Linked DNA regions of Anas platyrhynchos: region 1 is linked to region 2. The links are chromatin contacts, called in public Hi-C maps. All regions are on one chromosome and are shown on one strand. Each heading gives the region's core, a stretch centred on a gene start, on an enhancer-like site or on the middle of the called end of the contact. The rest is flanking DNA. Distances are from core to core; before and after follow the strand shown. Region 1 overlaps REXO1 (RNA exonuclease 1 homolog). Region 2 overlaps LOC113845679 (a long non-coding RNA gene).

Region 1 (5,113 bases), core at 1,978-4,477, 120 kb before region 2:
AAGAAAGTTATAAAATTGTTAGCATGTGTCCAAAAGAGGGCTACAAAGATGGGGAAGACATGATGAGCAGCTGAGGTCCCTTGGTTTGTTCAGCCCAGAGCAGGGCATGCTGAGGGGAGGCCTCATGGCGGCCTGCAGCTCCCTCACGAGGGGAGCGGAGGGGCAGGCGCTGAGCTCTGCTCTCTGGGGACAGTGACAGGACCCGAGGGATGGAGCTGGGACAGGGGAGGGTCAGGCTGGGTGTTAGGGAAAGGTTCTGCACCCAGAGGTGGTTGGGCACAGGGACAGGCTGCCCAGGGCAGTGGGGACAGCCCCGAGCCTGCTGGAGCTCAAGAAGCATTTGGGCATTGCTCTCAGGCACACGGTCTGATTCTTGGGTGGTCCTTTGGGGACCCAGGAGTTATGGGTCCCTTCCAACTCAGGATGTTCTTTGATTCTATGATTAAGACTGCCATTTTCAAAGGGTTTGCTTTGTCTTTGTGAGAGTTTGAAAAGAAATTTACCATCCCTTAACAGGAACTGTTGTTTGCCGATTTCAACAGTGTTTGGGGCTTTAAGTGAGATTGATTTCCCTGTGCTTTGGCCACGTTTAGCAGGAACAGGATTTAGAGAGGCCTGACCCTTACTTCTTTCTTCTCTTAAAGCCTCCTGCAGGATTTGTTGTCGCTGTGGCACTGAGTACATGGTCTCAGCCTCTGGAAACTGCATTCGCAAGGAGGAGTGTGTCCATCACTGGGGAAGGCTACGCAAGCAGAGAGGTACATCTCTTCAAAGAGGGCTCAGTTACGTGTTAGACGTACTCTAGATCTGAAAACAGAGTCTGTGTTGGATTGGAGTTGCTGTGAAACATTTTGTAGCTTTGGGACTTGTCACGCTCGCAGATTGTGGCAGTTCCTAGTTTTGTCACTGGGTGGCATAGCCTTGTAAAGAGCTGCTGGGGAGCAGCGGTACAGTCCCTAAAATATGAAAACGTGTCTGGAACTGAGGTGGTTCATCTTTTTGGCTTAAAAAAAAAAAGAAAAAAGTAAAAGGCACAAACCATCTTGTACATTTTCAAAGATCATTCTTTTAGGAGACTTAGGAACAATAGAGCTCTGCTGCCTGAGTGAGTTTACCGGTCTTGGTTAAACTCATTTGCAGCAAGATAGTAGCCTAGTTGGAACTCTGTAGTTTTCTGCTAATGCATCCATGATCAGTGAATCAGCTGTGCTGGTTAAATAAGTCAAACTGCTTTGCTCATCTGTGCCATTGCTGGTAGGTGGCTTCTGCAGTTTGAATATGAGAGACTTGTGAATCTCTTTTTTTTCCCTTTGCTTGCAAATTATTGTTGCTGTGTTCATTCAGGACATCTCTGCACTTGTCAGCTGAAGTTTAGGTCTCTTCTCTCTGACTCTTAACTCTTGCTCTTTCAGTACCAGGTGGATGGGAAACTCATTACAGCTGCTGCTCAGGAGCTGTGGGTTCACCAGGCTGCCAGGTTGCTAAAGTAAGTTATTGAGCAACACCTTTTTATTCTCAATGACATTTGTCCTCTGCTTGCAATGGTGGTGGCTGTGTGAGCCTTTAGAAGAATGGTGGATTCCCCTGGGGAGAAAAAGCAAGTACTTCTTAAATGCCTTTTGCTATGCAAAGGTAAGAAAATTTGGTGTTTGGCAAGAAGGAAGAATCTCAAATGTTTGGAGTTGAAGTGGTTTCTATTTTGCAGATGCAAATTTTTTAACATTTTTCTAAGCAAAATGTAAGCACTTTTTCTAAGCAAATGACAGCGGGTTAAGTTGCCCAGCAAAAACTTGGATATAGTCTTCTTTAGGGAAACACTGAAAAAGTGAGAAAAAAGGAAATTCCTTTTAAGAAGCGTGCTCAGAGCCTTGACAACAGTGGCCAAAACCTTTATTCCCTTTTTTTTTTTTTTTTAATTCTTAGATGCCTGTGCTAAGGTAACTTCTGCTGTAGGCCAAATCCTTTCTTAGTTTTCCATTTATTGCACGCCCTTTGTTTTATTAAGGGGAGGAACCTTCCCAAGGAGTGTGTTGTAACCCATAGATATTGCTTCCTCTTGAGGAGGGTGGGGAAAGGATCACATCAGTAGAAAGCAGAATCTAAAACCTGCTCAGGAATTGAGCTTTGGCCCTTTGGTCGAGCTGAATGCTGTCTGGGATACCTTTGTACAGGTGCTTTTTCTTGTTTCCTTACGCAACAGCCAGGCACCCCTGGCTCTCAGTCCATTGACTGAAGGGAACAATCTGTCTCTGGCCTCTGCCCAAGGTCTAGGGATTCTCCTGGTCCCTTGTTTCAGTGGCATTTTTACATTTGGCAGCTGCCATGCAGAGAGAGATGGTTCAGAACCAAATGATCTAAAAGGGTCATGTCCAGTAGAAGGGGCTCCCACAGCTATTTGTTGTAGGGCATCTTATTGTCTTGCTGTTTGAAAGTGCTCAGGTGATACAGAGCCAGCAGAGTTCTGGAGAGGTGTGTGCCATCATTATTCTGGCCAAAAGCTAGAACTAGGAAGTGAATTCTGGGGCAAAATTTAAGGCTTGTCAACTAGAACTAGACCTGTCAGCACATGAACCCTAAAAGCCTGTCCTGCCCAGTCTGAAGCATGGATGGGATCAGGCATGTGGCTGCTCCTCCTATTTCTTTTTCATTTGATATCAGGATCTCTTTTTTAATCAGTGTTCCAAAAAAAACATCCAGCAGGGAAGTCGGGAGAAATTGATGGGGCTATAAAAACATGACTTCTCTGCATGTTTTTACGTGGCTGTTGTAGACCATAAAACCTCATGGCCTTATAAGAAACATACAATTTCTCTAATAGCCTCCTACTCAATGAAGCATGCTGTCAGTGCTCCAGGGCTCAGGCATCCTTTCACATCTGCCTCCTAGTTGTTGTGCTGCTACAGATCACTACATTCTGGCTTTCTTGCTTTTTTCATCCAGATGAATTTTTTGGTAAATTTAAGGTCAGAGTCCCCAGTCTGCTCAGGATGAGAATATGGAATGGGATTTGGGGATGTTTGGGCTACAGCTTTTTTTTTTACATCTTTCAGCTTTGAAGGCATTGAAAATAGCAAATATTTATAATAAACTATTCTAAATAACGGGGCGCATAGCTGGTTAGAAAAGCATTGCTGTGCCTTTTCCTTCCAAACGCATTTGGGATGTGTGTTTGGATCATGCTGCAGTTAGCGCCTGTGGCAGGAGGTGGCAGGGTGGAGCTGTGCATGGAGCTACAGCTCCCCAGGAGCAGACCAGTCGAGCTGCTCTGTTCTTTGTGACAGCTGAGTCTGCTCGCTTCTTTCTTGGATCTGAAAAAACGAAACAACTTTTCTGCTTTCTTCTCAGCGAGGAAGAATTGGACAGTTGTAGAACATCAGCTGTTGTAGAAAAACACCTCATTTGTTTTTCCTTCACTGCTCAGTTATGTTGCATAGCAGAGAAGGGAAAGGATCAAGCTGAATGGGAGAGAATTTTTACTATTTGTTGGCCTGGTAGTGTGTTCTACCCATTTCTTTAGCAAAACAATCAGATTCGTGGGCATAGATGCAGAATTGACAAGTGTGGCCTCTTGCTCCTGGGAATTGAACCATGCAGCCTTGGAGCAGTGCTGGCTTTGGATGCAGGGAGAGGTCAGGCTCGGTATTGGCCCAGCCGCCTGGTTAACTGCAAATGATGCAGTTCTCTCTACTCTGGCTGGTTTTATTATTATGTACTCTATTACCCGCAGTAATGACTGGTGAAGGAAATTATGTAAATCCCTGCTCTGCCTACATATTTCAGTTCTACAACTGCCTGGGTTTGTCCTCTCTAGCCTTTCTGTTCTGAGGTGATGCCATGTGCAGGCTGATTCCTTGCAGGGTGAGATTTGTCAGAAGCATGACGGAGGCTGCATGCAGACTGCTGTGATTATGCACAAATATGTTGAGATTGAGGGATAAACAAAACTTAAACAAAGGAAACCACTGGGAACTAAGGGAGAGAGCATGTCACCTCTGGGTGTGGTGCAGCAATTTAATTTGACCTAAAACCATGCTAGTGGGCAGTCACCACCTCTGCTTTGCCCTCTGTGTTCCTGCTTCCTTGCAGGCACAGTGATGAAGGTAACTGGCTCAGTGCAATGATCCACTTCAAAACACCCCAGAGAAGAAGGCTTTGAGGCTGACTGAATAGTACCAGGGCAGGCAGGGTGGGGTCTGTGGCTGTGGAGGAAAGGAGAGTGGGAGTGCCTCTTGCAACAGTGGCTTAGTCTTGCGTTGGCTTATGCCACTCATGGAAACACTCCCTGAATTTTCCTGCTAGCTTGGGGAGCTTTTCTGCGCTGAATATTGTTGACTCTAGAGCTTTAGCTGGGGATGATGAGGAGAGGCTGGAAATGGTTTCCATTTTTTGCCTCAAGTGCTGGTAAGGCAGTAAGCTCATGTTTGTGAACTGTCTGGTTTCGGAATATAGTGGCTCTTATTTGTCTGTACACACTGACATTTTCTGCTGCTTCATTCCACTAGCTTCTCGTGTCATCTCTGGGCTGTGATACACTTGATACTAAAGCTCAGACAGCAATGTTTGACATTAGAATCCTGCAGCTGGGCATGTCTCAGTCACAGGTGAATCCAGAAACCAGCAGCTGGAGTAGATCCATGTAAGACCACCGAGTGAGCCTTTCTGAGTAATTCTACTCTGAATTGAAAGTTGGAAGCTACCTGAGACGGCCGTCTCCTAGTCCTTAGATATGCGATGCATTGCTACTAAGTGAGCTGTTAATACAGTGCCTCTAGTTCTGATCCTGCTTTGGAATTGGGTTCACACATGGCTGCTACATTGCTTTTGCGGTGAGCTTCTCAGGCCAACTAGTAGGCAAGTCTTATTTCTCGTTAGCCTTTAGAAATTATTTAAAATTTTGTTTTGTTTAAGTGAGTGGTTCTGTTGAAATGGAGTTTTGGGTTTCTTGTTCCTTCCATCAACAAATCATTTTCCTTTTTTTTTCCTTTAAGCAACATGTACATGACGGGCGGAAAGAGAACCTTGATGGCTTTGTGAAGACTTTTGAGAAGTTGCCTACGACTGATGGTTACCCCGGAATCTACGCATTAGACTGTGAAATGGTGGGTTCCTAACC
Region 2 (5,544 bases), core at 2,254-4,753:
AAGCTCATCGAGTCACGTTAACTCTGAAACCTACTGATGCAAGCTATGCTCGCCTTCTTTATCTCTCATTCTCAGCAAAGATATGAGAGGAAGAGTAATTACGTGAGACCATAACGAGCCTCAGCAACCAGCGATGGTCGTAAATTGTCTCATCTCGGGTGGAGTTCGGGAGGTTTCTGCACAGACCACGTGCTCGGCAGGTGGTTCTGTTTAACTTGCATTAGCAGTAATGGGAATCGCCCACCTGCACCGAGGGCAGGGTGGCAAGCGGCCAAGAGACTTGAAAGGGAAATGCCTCTGCTCCTGGCCCCTCAGTGCTGTGGGGAGCAGGCAGCAGTGCAGTGCGTTTGGTGTGTGTTTTTGAGGCTTTTCTGGTTTTTTTTGTTTTTTTTTGTTTTTTTTTTTAATTTTTATTTTTTTTATTCCCAGCTTGCCACCCAATGCTCTGCAAAGGCAAACGAGATGTCGGAAATGTTTGTACTTGCTCAAAGCTGGTTGTAGGCAGGGTCCTGTTTACATCCAGCTTCTCCGGGCATGGAAAGAGAACACAACAGCATGAAAGAAAAGATGACAAAGGGAGGGATTTTTCTATCTTTTATTTTCACCTGCCCCATAAAAAAAAAAAAAAAAAAAAAAAAAAAAAAGAAAATCCTGATCAGAAACCATCTATGAGAGTTTTTTGTTCGCTGCAAGGAAAAAAAATAAATGTATATATATATTTTAGAGCCAAGGTGCCTGGCTTTTTGGGAAAGTGGCTGCAGCTGCTCCTGCGGAGCCAGGCATCCTCCGGGCATGGAGGGCGCTGCCCCAGTGGCCTCCGACCGGGAGCCTCTGTCCAAGCCGGGGCCATCCCAGAGACCCGAGGTCCCCGATGTCTCCCGGGGGGGGGCTCAGCAGCCACCGTGCGCCCGTGCCCGACCGCGCCGGCGTCCCCCGGCCCCGCTCCCCCCCATATCGCAGGCACGGAGCCATCGCCGGGCCCCCGGCGGCATCGCCAGCTGCCTCCCCGCGGTCCCCGAAGGGCAGCCCGGCCTCGGCAGCGCTGTCAGCCAGCCTCTACGTCTTCCATTAATTCACTTCACACTGTCCATATTGATCGGCTCTGCTCTCTCCCGGCTCCCCCCTTCCTCGGCCGCCCTCCCCCCCGCCGGCTGCTGCACCGATGGGCAGCCCGGGCTGCATGCTGCATGATCCATACAAACTCACTTACTCAGGGAAATCAATGGGCTCGAAAGAGCACACGCAGCAAGGCGAGGAGCCTGTCTGGGGATCGACCGCCCAGCAAGGAGACACAGAGAGCAGCATCCTGCAGCCCGCCTGTGCCCGGCGGCCCCCGCCGCCACCCTCGCGGTCCCCCCGCGGTGGCACCCTCCGGGCGGTGGGGATCGGGGAGGGCAGGGGTGCAGCGGACGGGGGCGGCTCTCAACGATTTTTTCCCCCTTTCCCAATAAAATGGGGGGTCTGGGAGGTGGCGGGGGGATGCTCGTGGCCAGGACGCCTGCATCCCGCTCCCAAATGTGAGGGGGAGCACGGCCCCCCCTGCCCTTCGTTGCCGTGCCCTCCCTTCGGCTCTCTGCCTGCGGGCAAAGTCGCGCTGCAGCCGTGCCTCAGTTTCCCCGTGTTTAACGCAGCAAATTGCAGGGCGAGGGTGAGGATTAGGGTTAAGGACAGGTTGCTCGGGTTTTCAGCCCCACAGCAAGAATAAATGTTACCGGGCTGAAATCGAAGCTTTCAGCTTGCAGAAGCCTCCAAGCAGCCTCCAAGCAGCTCATGGAGGAGTGAGCTCTGCCGTGCCGCGGCTCCAGCCTTGTCTGGGGGTGACTGCAGCTCAGGGGTCCCTGTGCCTTCCCACCCCTCCACCCCCGAGTCCCTCCAGAACCCCCCAGGAAATCGTTGCTGCTGCACAAGCAGCACACCAGCGTGATTAATAAATCCTGCCAGAGGAGCTGCTGCTGCGCTGAGTTCCCCCATCAAGGAAGGAAATCTTTATTTCTATATATTCTATAAACTAATTTTTGCATCGTTGCAATAAATCCATCTCCCAGCCGTCAGCTGCGATCTGCCTTCATTCCCAGTCTCAGGATAGCTGGGGGGCAGGCTCAGGAGCACCCCCCAGATCACCGATACAGGGATATGTGGGAGCAGTGTCCCCAGGTTGGAGCCCAAAATGGGAACCTGGGACGATGTTATAGGGACTGAAGCTGATGCTGGCACCCAGCTCCCATCCTGTGTGGTGCCTGGTGCCTCGGGATGGAGCCGGGAGCCCCGAATCCCTGCTGTGACCGGGCTGTCACCGCACCAAAGTGACAAAAACGGGCCCAAACCCACTGCCCCCTGAGCACCTCCAGCACGGGGGGGGGGGGAGGACCCGAAGGAAGCGGGAAGGCCCCAAAATGGCACTGGTGGTGGTGCACGGCCCCAGCCTTAACGGGAAATCCTGGAAATGCCCCCGTCTGCGGGTGACCCGGTGGAGGGGGGGGAGCCTTTTCCCAGCAGACCCCATCTCCGAGATGAGTGTGGTTGTGCGCTGGAGACAACGTGTCTGTGCGCTGCAGGCTCCAGCCCCCGGCCGGAGCAGCGGGGAGCACGGGGGGGGGCTGTGGGCAGTGATAGCATGGGGGGGGGAGGGAGTGGTGCCCCCCTTCCGCCCTGTCCCCAGGGTCACCCCCCATGGCTCCAGGATGTCCCTTTTGGGGTCAGTTTGTGGAATTGGGGTGGACACTTGGGACCCATCCATGCCGAGCATCCCACGCTGGGGCTTTTCAGAGGGAGCTCGTCCCACTGCGGGGCTGTGTCTCTGCACCCCAAGCATCGGGGCTTGCACAAGAAGTTGGGTTCCCACCCCATCTGCCTCCTGGACACTTTCTGGGGACGTCCCCTTCTGACCTAACCAATCGGGCTGCTCCTGAGGTCCTGCACCCCAGTTTGGGGGAGATTTCAGTGCCCCATCATCCCATCCCATCCCATCCCACCCCATCCCACCCCACCCCATCCCATCCCATCCCATCCCATCCCATCCCATCCCATCCCATCCCATCCCATCCCACCCCATCCCACCCCATCCCATCCCACCCCATCCCACCCCATCCCACCCCATCCCATCCCATCCCATCCCATCCCATCCCATCCCATATCCCCATCTCCATCCCCATCCCACCCCACCCCACCCCATCCCATCCCACCCCATCCCCCTGCCCACGATGGGGCTCTGCCACCCAGACCCATCTCAGCACAGCCCGGAGACAGCGGCCGATCGAAGCCCGCCGGGCAGGGCAGGCGGGCGTCCCAGCGGGGAGATGAGTCTGCTGGGTCTCAGCCAGCCCAGGAGGGCCCCGAGCCGTGGCTCCGGCACTCACCGAGCCCAGCTCTGCACCTGCATCACCGGGCGGCGAGGAAGACGCAGAGCACCGGGGATGGAGGAAGGCTCCTGTCACCTCTCCTCTCCACCCCAAGCCCTCCCCAGGGTGACCTCCCCCATTACTTGGGGGGGGAACCCCCCTGCCCTATCCCACAACTAGTGGAGAGTCTCCTGAAACAAAATCCTCCAAGCAGCACTTTTTTCCCCCATTTTTGTCCCTTTTTCTCTCCCTTCCCCACGCTCTGCCAGCCCTGGCACTCGTTACGGGTGCTGGCAGCTAACGAAGGGCGCTGTGCATAGCAATGAGATTGATTGACCCCGCTGACCCCGGCCAGGGCCAGGGCTCCCTCCAGGGCTCCCAGGTCACCGGCTGCTGACCATCACCGGTTGCCACGGTGACACCGGCGGTCCCCCGGGACGGGGGGGCTGCGGGATGCAGGGGGGGGGCGCCGGGGCAGGTCAGCGTGTCAAGGCTAGTGCATTAGTGGGATGCGAGTGGATTTGGGAGGGCGAGGGTTAAACTCCGGGGGCGGGGGGCACCCCGAGGGGCAGGTCCCGGTCTGGGGGTGCCCCGGGGGTGGCAAAAGTCACCGGGGAGGGGCGAGGGGGGGGAAACTGAGGCACGGGGGGGGTGCAGTGGGGAGGCAGGAGAGATTGGGGCAGGAAGGAGGCCAAAGGGGGAGGCCGGGGGGGCGGGGGGTGAAGGGATGGAGGTCGGAGGGGGGGTGCAGGATTGGGGGGGGGTCAGGGTGCGGGATGGAGGATGGAGGGTGCAGGGTGCGGGTCCCTCCCGGAGACCCCATTCCTGGGCTCCCGCTGCCCTCTAGCGGGCGGCGCTGTCCCCGCCTTGTCCCCTCTTCGGGTCCCGCTGCCACCACCGCCACGGGGGGGGGGTCCCGCTGCCACCCCCGGCCCGACCCCCGCGTGCCCGCAGCGTCCCCCGGCGGTGACACGGGGGGGGCACAGCCGGGCTGCGTGGGGCCGCTGGCGGGACACGGGGTGCCGGGGGTCGCGGCCGCGGCCACCCGGGGGGGGTCGGCAAAGCGGGGGGGGGGGGAATTAATCAGAGGGGGGAGATGCTGGCGCTGCCCCCCCGCCCCCCCCGTTTTGGGGTTACACACACCCATCAGGAGGGAGCCTGCGGGGGGTCCCAGGCGGGTGCTGAGGGGCCCTGCCCAAGGGGGGCACCCACAGGGGGGGTCCCGGCCATCCCCGCCCCCCCGTCCCGACCCCTCCCCGCACTCGGGGGTCCCGCGGCGCCCCCGGCCCCGCAGCGCCGCCCCCGGCCGCCAGGTGGCGCCACCGCCCCCCGCCCGGCTGTGCTGGAGGCCACGCCCCCGGCCACGCCCCCGCCGCAGGCCACGCCCACTGCCAGAGGCCACGCCCCTGTCCCCAACCATGTCCCCAGCCCTGGTCCTCTCCCAGTCCCCAACCCTTGGCCCTGTCCCCAGTCCCAGTCCTGTCCCTGTCCCCAACCCTCTCCTTGTCCTCAGCCCCGGTCCTCTCCCTGTCCCTGTCCCCAGCCCTGTCCCTGTCCTTGTCCCCAACCCTCTCCCTGTCCCCGTCCCTGTCCCCATCCCCGTCCCCATCCCCTGCACTGCCCACCCCCCAGCCCTCCCGGCCTCCACCTTTCCACCAGCTGGGGACAGGGACCCCGTTGTCCCCGGTCAGGTCCCACCCGACAGAGGGGCAGCTGCCAGGCGTTGGGGACAGAAATCCCCCCACAGCCCCATTTCTCCCTGCCTGGCCCCAAAGGCTGCCCTTGCCCGGTGCCAACGCTCAGCATCCCACAGTGTGTGACACCCCACACCGTGTGACACCCCACGCAGTGTGACCCCATGCAGTGTGACACCCCACACTGTGTGACACCCAAAAGCTGTGCCCAGCCCCTGGTGGCACCCGGTGGGCTGAGTCACCGTGGGCAGCCGCAGGGTGGTGGCACCTGGGCCAGCCCGTCACTGGGGATACAGCACTGGGGACATGTCACTGGGGACATCTCACTGGGGACATGTCACTGGGGACATCTCATCTGGGCTTCAGACAGGAAACCCTCGGTTCTCCTTCTGCCACTCCACCACAGGACGCTGTTGTCACCAAGCACCCTCCTCCCGCTGTCCCTTATTTCGGCAGGGTGACACCTCCGTGCCCGACACCATCCCTCGGCGCTCAGGGACACCGATGGCAGT

What was found. A called contact is a pair of places that touch in the nucleus more often than the background predicts.
Region 1: a Hi-C map of skeletal muscle shows a contact between it and region 2, with 2.7 times the contacts expected there. The contact joins two enhancer-like sites. A contact is called at or near these places in 3 of 8 Hi-C or Micro-C datasets (F1 follicle, liver and skeletal muscle).

The regions. Positions count from the first base shown.
Region 1 is chr29:4,785,100-4,790,212 of IASCAAS_PekinDuck_T2T, reverse strand. REXO1 (RNA exonuclease 1 homolog) reads left to right here. Exons shown (of 15, transcript XM_027471803.3): 10 at 645-758; 11 at 1,413-1,486; 12 at 4,989-5,099. Among named protein-coding and RNA genes, the nearest start is that of ATP8B3, 11 kb to the right of the region's middle. Within about 2 kb of position 3,227, at least 1 of the 8 cell types and tissues checked has an H3K27ac peak or open chromatin away from gene starts, as enhancers often do.
Region 2 is chr29:4,662,495-4,668,038 of IASCAAS_PekinDuck_T2T, reverse strand. The region is part of intron 1 of LOC113845679 (a long non-coding RNA gene); the gene reads right to left. Among named protein-coding and RNA genes, the nearest start is that of TCF3, 16 kb to the right of the region's middle. Within about 2 kb of position 3,503, at least 2 of the 8 cell types and tissues checked have an H3K27ac peak or open chromatin away from gene starts, as enhancers often do.